3 separate regions of the Zea mays genome follow, and all the other regions are linked to region 2. The links are chromatin contacts, called in public Hi-C maps. All regions are on one chromosome and are shown on one strand. Each heading gives the region's core, a stretch centred on a gene start, on an enhancer-like site or on the middle of the called end of the contact. The rest is flanking DNA. Distances are from core to core; before and after follow the strand shown. Region 1 holds the start of LOC542553 (ferritin 1). Region 2 holds the start of LOC103654268 (clathrin heavy chain 1). Region 3 holds the start of LOC100191809 (putative RING zinc finger domain superfamily protein).

Region 1 (2,700 bases), core at 11-2,510, 260 kb after region 2:
TCAACTCATACAGTCATACAACTATGTTCAGACGCAGAATAAATTCCAGTTCTGGACAACCGCGAGCTTTTGTTACTTTCCTTGCTCTACCATTACCAGACTACCAGTACCACACACGCAGACTCTCCTCTGAGGCACTTGGGCATTCAGATCCTATCCTAAACCAGAGGTCAGAACCGGCAAACAAGAAGCAAGAAAATGAGCGGCAACTTACCGTACAGAGCATCTCCTTTCTCAGGGTGGTCAAACTCGGTTAAAGGCGTCACAATCGATTGGAGCCTCACCCTGCCTCCACGTTTGTTCTGGCAGGCGCATTGTCCCGTCAGTACCGCACAGCACGTATTGGCATGTAGCAGAATGGAACGGACCAGAGGGTCAAATGATACCTGGTACTCCATGAGCTTTTCAGCGTGCTCCCTCTCCTCGTCGCTGGATTCCTTGAAGAACCTGGAAGAACCACATCATCGTTAGAGAGGAAAACGTAAAATCGGTATGGATAGCCGAACTTGGTGGCGAGAGGCGACGACTGACTTGGCAAATCCTTTGAGAGCCACGTTGTCGCGGTCGAAGTAGGCGAAGAGGGAGTGGTATGCATACGAGGCGTTGTACTCCACGCTGCACGGCCAGAGAGAGAGGTTCCAGAGTCAAATTGGTGTCGTATGGAGACATTTGTTATTCGGTTAGTGGAGCTGAATCGAAATCAAATCTCACAGATGGATGGAATGGCTGACAGATAACACCCAAAAAATAGCCTAATATGGTAAGAGCATCTTAACAGACAGCACACATAAATCCTAAAATCTGAACGCAAGCAGGAGCATAGCAGAGCAGAGCAGTGTGCGGTAACAGTAGCACTTACTTGATCTGCTCGTTGAGGGCGGCCTCGCAGTCATCGACGAACTTGTGGCGCGCGAGCGACTTGTCTGGGGACTGGGGCACGAGGGCGAGCTCCCCCTTGATCTCCTCGAAGGGCTGGAACACGACCCCGCTGAGCACCTCCTTCCCCTTGCCCGCGGCCCTGCACGCGGCGCCAGCGGCCGGCGAGGCGACGCCGCGCGGCGCCGCCACCCTGACGACGGGAGCAGGGGTCGCGGGCGCACCGGAGAGCTGGGTTGGCACCGCGGCGGCCGGGGACGGGGAAACCCTAAGCATCATCTGGATGTGTCGTGTGGGTGCGTGTGCGTTCGCGTGAATTCTGCGCGTGGGTAGTGGAATGGAATGGGTGGACTGGAGAATAGATGGATGGATGGATTGTGCGGCTGTGCCTTGGAGGAACGAAAGGGATAAATATAGGCGCGTGGGGGTAGCAGATTGGAGACACGTGGACGGCTGAGATTTGGAGAAGGCGGAGGGAGCGCGTGGAGGGCTCGTGGCGGGCGGGGGACTGGGGAGATATTTCTGGATGGTGGAGGCGTCCATTTTTTTTGAGCTTTTCCTTTGGTATACGCCGTTACTACAAGGGTTAGTTCGAGAATACTAATTTCCTATGGGATTTTCATTTTCCCAATGGAAAATAAATTAATTTCCCTTGGAAAAATGAAAATCTCATGAAACATTAGTGTTCCCAAACTAGCCCTAAATAAACTCAAATTTCCCCTTGTCCTAGAACTTATTTTCCCATGAGGCAGGGATACCATAAGGAGTCTGGCATTGTTCTAGGTTCTAGTTTTGACGTGAAGCCGTGGTGTATAATATAAATTTAAATAGTTTTTAAAAATAATTTAAATAAAAATGACTTATCAAAATGTTTTAAAGTTTGCAACTTCAGTTTCATAGTTTCCGAAGCTTCGGATGGCCCGTTTCATCAATTTCACCAAACTTTGTGCAGTCACAGACATAATTTTTTTTGAATGGCTTTAAATTTGGTGGTGGAGAAGTGGTGCATACAGACACCACCCCTTTGGTTGAGAATGTTGAAAATCTCCTCGAACATTAACAATTGTGGAAAATCTTTATTTTGTTTGATTGAAATAACTGTCAACTATAGATTTTATAAGAACGTGACATTTTTGTAAGATGGAAGAGATGAATATGAAAAATCTATTCTGTTGTATAGTTAATTCAGATTTTTTACAACGAATCCGGTCTAGGAAGCTAAACTAAACAGACCCCTAGTATTCAATGTAAATGCAGAGCAGCAAAGGATAACCACGAGACTTGTAGGTGTTGGAATTTATATCGTCCAGTTCATCTAATTAACGGCAGCACGTTATTATTTCAACAAACCTGACGTATATTTAAAATAAAATAAAATAAAAAAAGTGGTCGTGCGGCCGGCACACGCCTCTGATGATGACCCGAGCAAGGATGGAGGAGATAAGATGAAGATTCGTGGTTGCGACAGGACACACATAGAATTCCAAGGCTGTTTGTTGGAGTGAAGGACCACCGCACCCGTCTGAATGGTTGTTGGCTGTACCTTCAGATCTCGCTAGCAACTGATGACTCAGCTCACTAGCGCGTGGCGACCTCACGCGCGCTCTGAACCAGATTGGCCCGGTGCCTACCACCACACCCGTCCTCGTCATCCACGTCTGCATGTGGACACACGCCTTGTCTCTGTTCATCAACTAGCTGTTGGGTACAGTTATAGATGTCAAATGGGCCAGACGGGCCGGCTCGGTTCAGGCACAGCAAGGCCCGACACGAATTTTACTCTCCATTTTTAACTTTGTGTTTTTACCTCTTATTTCGAAAACA
Region 2 (2,710 bases), core at 97-2,596:
GCTTAACCGCCTTAAGAGACAATGTCGACAAGTGAGGAGGTAAATCTGGAACTTCTCTTGTTAGGGCACCAGAGGGTGGTCAACATTGGCGCGCACCCACGGATGCCCTTCTACGTGGAGTTCCTGTGGATGGACAAGGTTGTGTGGCTGCTGCACCTTCTAACCTTCGCGCTCGAGCCGCTGCCCAGCCACTTCGAGGCCGATCGCGACACGAAGTTCCACTAGAAGTACACGGAGAGCGTGACCGGCATGCCACCGCGCGCCGACGCAGGCATGGTCGTCGCCTCGTCGGGTTCGCCGTCGCGCCCGAGTTCTGACTAGGAATGACACCGTCGTGCGCTCCCGGGTCTACTTGGTGCCGCGTGGGGGTGGCTACCAATGAGATACCACGTGGAGGAGGTCGCCCGATGAGGCGCGCATGTGGCACAACACAACACAGCGAGGCGCATGGTGATAGTGGCACAACACGAGGAGCGTGGTGGTGGTCGTGGCAGTGGCACAACACAACAAGGTGCGTGACCACGTCCCTCACGTCGCGATGGAGTGTATAGTGGAAGGAGTTGGACGAGGAGGAGAGTGTCATCCATGACAAACAACTTAATCGAGAGTGAGCTCCATCAATGAAGCGTGATGAAGAAGGCTTTCCAAATGAGCAAGAAATAACACTGTTTAGTTTTTATTTTGGCCGTCTATGCATTTCTTTTGTGACGTAGCATCTTGCCGCTTTTCATAATTGCAAAAATCCTGTCAAATAGTGTCCACACGAGACATTTTGTTTCTCAACCCGCTTATATGAGAATCACTTTTGTGAATATCATCCAAATCAACGTGAATGCAAAATCCGAGTCATCGCGATAGGAGAAATCTGTCGCTTCCTACACCCTAAATCATATATAATCCCCATGATATCTAGATTATCGTGACAACTAGATTATGATTATCTAAGAATCCATGTTTTCAAAAAAAAGTTGTTCATGTTTCAAACATGCCCTAAGTTCCCCGACGTCTGCTCGCTTTTTTTCCGAAATAATTAGAATTTTGTCACTTGAAACGTTGCTTCCTTGTTATAATTACCCCTGTGTTTATAAATACTGAATCCATATCTCTACTATATTTAAGTGGGAGTTTCTTCTTCGTGTGTCTTCTTCTCCAACAAACTTAAAAGTAAAAAATGTCTCAAACCATCGCTCTCCATCCTCCCACACTATTCTAACCACTCGAGATCACAATCATTATGTTCAATAAAGAATAAATATGATAAATATGCTGAATATAAGTAGCACGAGGATAACTGACTAGTGTGTCTATGAAACGTGAAACATGGGTCCGATGATAATTTTGAAAACATATTTTGTTGTAATAACAAATATCATGTTCTCTCTCTTTTCCCCTTCTCCGCACCGACGTGGCGATGTGTTGTGTCCCCCCTGGCCCTCTCCTCAGATCAGATCTCTCCTTCTCCCCCCGAGTGGAGGCACCTCGCGTCACCGCCTCCGCTAGCCCTTCCGCTCCATACTAGCCGAAAGAGATCTCGGCACCGCCGCCCGTCGCCATGGCGGCGGCCAACGCCCCCATCGCCATGCGCGAGGCGCTCACGGTAACACCCCCGCCACCTCCCTCTCCTCTCTTACAGTACAGATCTCCATCCACTTACCCACCTACTGATCGTTCGTTGCTTGCCTGTCCTCCGCAGCTCACCAGTCTAGGCATCGCGCCGCAGTTCGTCACCTTCACCCATGTCACCATGGAGTCGGAGAAGTACATCTGCGTCCGCGAGACCTCCCCGCAGAACAGCGTCGTCATCATCGACATGGCCATGCCCATGCAGCCGCTCCGCCGTCCTATCACCGCCGACTCCGCCCTTATGAACCCCAACGCCAGGATCCTCGCGCTGAAAGGTTCGGACCTATTGCTTCTAGCCCTCTACCTACCGCCTGTAGCTCCTAGATCTAGCCCATTCGGTTCACTCCACTGCGCGTGGTCTCATTCTCATCATGCCCTACCTACCTGCTGCTGCCACCCATGGGATTGCGCTTGTCCTAGTCAAAGTTCTTGTTGAATAGTCGTCTCCTTATGAACTGGACAGCCGATCGATCTAAGCTTCTGGTTCCTTATTGCACTAGTGAGTGACATCAAGCCTGTGCTTGAGAGTCTGTATCATAACTACTGTTTACAGAGTTTTATGTCTACCTCTCTGTTTGCCTGCAAGTCATGCAGAATGAACAAGGGTCTGCCTAGATTGCTGAGGTATCTGTAATAAATCCATATAGTTATCACTGCAACTAGTCTTGTTCACTTCAGTTCATCCTAGTATACAAGCATTATGTTTCTAACATACATTCATATCTATCTGAGGCATCAGTGTTGCTGCTCACATTTTGGTTATGACTTTCTACCTGTTCACTTAACATTCTTGTTGAACTTATGTTCAAGTGCATATTTTCTTGAATAAAGTTACTGTTGCCTGGGGTATTTTACTATAGTTTGGGCATGGATTTAGTTCACTCACTTCATTTTTTTATAACATGCTTGTTACCACCTTCAGATGAAATAACTGATTCAGACACTGAGTATCTGGCTATATGTAGTTGCTTGCAATGTAGTTTGACTATAAATGGAACAATGGTAAATGTCTGCTGAAATTTTGCAGCCCAAATACCTGGAACAACACAGGATCACCTTCAAATATTTAACATTGAGGCTAAGACTA
Region 3 (2,700 bases), core at 65-2,564, 280 kb before region 2:
ACAAAGCAGGACTTTCATATGTTTCTCATGAATAGTGAGAGCAGAAAAAGCAGTACAACGTTTTCAAATTGAACTGGTAAATGAAAGAAGGAATCAACAAAACAACAGAAACCATTGAGAACTGGCTATCAATGAAAAAGTCTGACGGATAGATTATATCCTTATTCCTCTGTGCTGTAATAAGCAAGACAAGCAGCGCAAGTTTAGATAAGTAGTCCAATTATAGTCTAAAGTAAATTACCAAATCCTGTTCAGTAGACAGTACAGCGCTGCTAGCTTGTCCACTCAGATGAGTACCCAGTAAGATTCAGAATTGAACCAATACTAAAACAGGGAAATATCCTAAGCACATGGAAACAGCAGCGCCAAATCTATCTACTAAAATAGTTTTTTTATTGATTCAACTAGACTCGTTCTCTACTAACGATATCTCTTAGGCAAGTCATGAAGTCAATCAACTAATATAAAATAGATGGAGGATTTATCTTGAAGTTTCTTTTTAATCATGGATTTATCCAGGAGTTGGCATTTGGCATGTCATACATGCTTGTAGAGAGGGCCGTAACCCGTAACCATGGTGACACTGCGGATGCCCAGCCCCAGAGCTGCGTCGAGGCCTTCCATCAGCGCCATCAACTCCACCATCATGCGGCCACCCACGAAGCGCTCCACCAGCTTCTGTATCCTAAGGACCTCCTCCCCCTGCGGCCCATAGATAGCGACGGCGAGCACGGCGACGCTGGGGTCCCGGTCCCGCGGGGCCACAACCTCCCTGCTCGCCATGCCCTTGGAGAAGACGCGGAACGGCGGGCAGGGCGAGGACTCGACGGGGCGCTCGAAGTAGTCGCCGTCGTGGTCCCACTGTTCCTCGGGGATGGCAGCGAGGTCGCGGGCGAAGAGGGCGTCGTGCGCGACGACGCGGGCGTTGGCGGCGGCTCGGGCGTTGGCGGCTCGGCAGGCCTCGGCGTCGCGGCGGTCCTCCTCTGCGCGCGCGAGATCGGCGGCCTGGACGGCGAAGGCGTAGGTGGCGTCGGAGGATGACTCTGGGGCGGCTTGCGACGATGATGACGGGGCGGCGGCATTGGGCAAGCCGAGGGAGGCTTGGATGGCCTCGGCGACCTGGAGCTGGAAGGCAAGGTCGAGGTCGGAGGCCGAGATGGCGGCGGAGAATGCGAGGGCGACCTGCTCGTGCAGGGCGGCGAGGTCGTCACCGCCGTCCATGGCTGGCAACGGCGGCGGGAGTCGGTCGCTTCTCGCTTGGGGAGGCGAGACAAAGCAGTCGATCGTCTCGATCAAGAAAGAAAGAAAGAAAAGCAGTCGTTCGTTGTGGGCCGGCTGTTGCCGTCTAGTGGGCGTGGGCTTGGCAGACCGGGCTGGCCTATGTGAGGCCGCGCTCCAATTCACTCACTATTTTGTTTGTTTGTTTATATATATACACTAGGTCCGTGCGTTACAACGGGGACATATAATATCTCGATAACTTATATATACAAATATGTGTTATGCAGTTATGAGATAGAGGATGACATCCGCGAGCTATCTGGGATGACATCGAAGAGAAATTCGGGCCTGTGATGCACGGGCACTCACCTAGTAGTGTATTATATAAGATAGGTCAGTGCCCGTGCATTGCACCTAGTTGTGAATGAACTGGAACTGAGTGAACATAAAAAGAAAAATGATATCCAATTAAATTGTCTATACTGCATGTTTTAGTCATCGCCTGATTAAGCATCCACTTGAAGCCAATAGCAGTAGTGCACTCATTCTTGGAATCACCTCTCCTCAGCAGCTGATACACGCACAAAAGAATTTGGCTAGGGCTGAATCACCCATCTACCAGTTAGCACGGTCGCTCGTACTATGAGAGCAATGTCGAGGGGTATACCAATGAAGTAGTAGCATCCGGCGTTGATGTAGGCAACGATTGCTTGCCACCTGCAGCCAACGCCCACTCCTTCATCAGTCGTTGCCTAGTGAGCAAAAAGCTCAGTACCAGTAGTAGTGGGAAGAACACAACAAATGCATTACTGAAGGCGGATAAGTCTGTTCTCCAGTGAACTAACTTATATAAAAACTGTAGTGACACTTGGATTATACCTATGACCTATGGTTTAATAGTGTCATTTTAGTTAAATACATAGCGCTATTTCCCCAAGTTTATGAAAAGGAGATTACTGGTTTACTGATCTTCCCATTTCTCTTAACCTCTTAATACCTTAGCATTAGTCGCACATCAGTTAGTGAAGATGTACATGAATTAAAGAAAAAGAATTCCAACCTCAAATATCCCAACAGCAAGGCAAACACAATGATCGTCTTCGCCAAAAGCAGGAGCACAATGGACAACACTCGTCCGACCATCATCCGTGACATAGTTATCCGCAATAACTCTAAACGCACTCTCTTGAAGTTCAATAAAAAAAATCAAATAGAGCAGTATATATGTAACCAAAAAAGGTAACAACCCTAAGCAATTATAAGAACCAAAAAGCTACAGGTACATCAATAATTCTTTGCTTTAGATGATAAATTTGAGCCCCCAGCACCCCACAGGGCTACCAACAACATATTATAAGTATAATTGTAGCTACAAAAAATGTAAAAATAAAAACAAACCACAACATAAACCGAATAGCAGTAGTCACATAACTAAATAAGCATCCAGGTTTGCACCCCTGAAGTTAACAACTCAACACA

Evidence for each region. Hi-C and Micro-C count contacts between places; a contact is called where the count stands out from the background.
Region 1: a Hi-C map of leaf shows a contact between it and region 2, with 5 times the contacts expected there. The contact joins the promoter of LOC542553 here to the promoter of LOC103654268 in region 2. A contact is called at or near these places in 2 of 25 Hi-C or Micro-C datasets (ear and leaf).
Region 3: a Hi-C map of ear shows a contact between it and region 2, with 7 times the contacts expected there. The contact joins the promoter of LOC100191809 here to the promoter of LOC103654268 in region 2. A contact is called at or near these places in 3 of 25 Hi-C or Micro-C datasets (ear and leaf mesophyll).

The regions. Positions count from the first base shown.
Region 1 is chr4:188,949,937-188,952,636 of Zm-B73-REFERENCE-NAM-5.0, forward strand. LOC542553 (ferritin 1) reads right to left here and starts at 1,261. Exons shown (of 8, transcript NM_001112093.2): 1 at 860-1,261; 2 at 532-615; 3 at 387-447; 4 at 215-302. The coding sequence starts at 1,155.
Region 2 is chr4:188,685,078-188,687,787 of Zm-B73-REFERENCE-NAM-5.0, forward strand. It overlaps LOC103654268 (clathrin heavy chain 1), which reads left to right and starts at 1,347. Exons shown (of 29, transcript XM_008681101.3): 1 at 1,347-1,597; 2 at 1,694-1,898; 3 at 2,651-2,710. The coding sequence starts at 1,553.
Region 3 is chr4:188,401,381-188,404,080 of Zm-B73-REFERENCE-NAM-5.0, forward strand. LOC100191809 (putative RING zinc finger domain superfamily protein) reads right to left here and starts at 1,315. Exons shown (of 3, transcript NM_001137234.1): 1 at 544-1,315. The coding sequence starts at 1,221.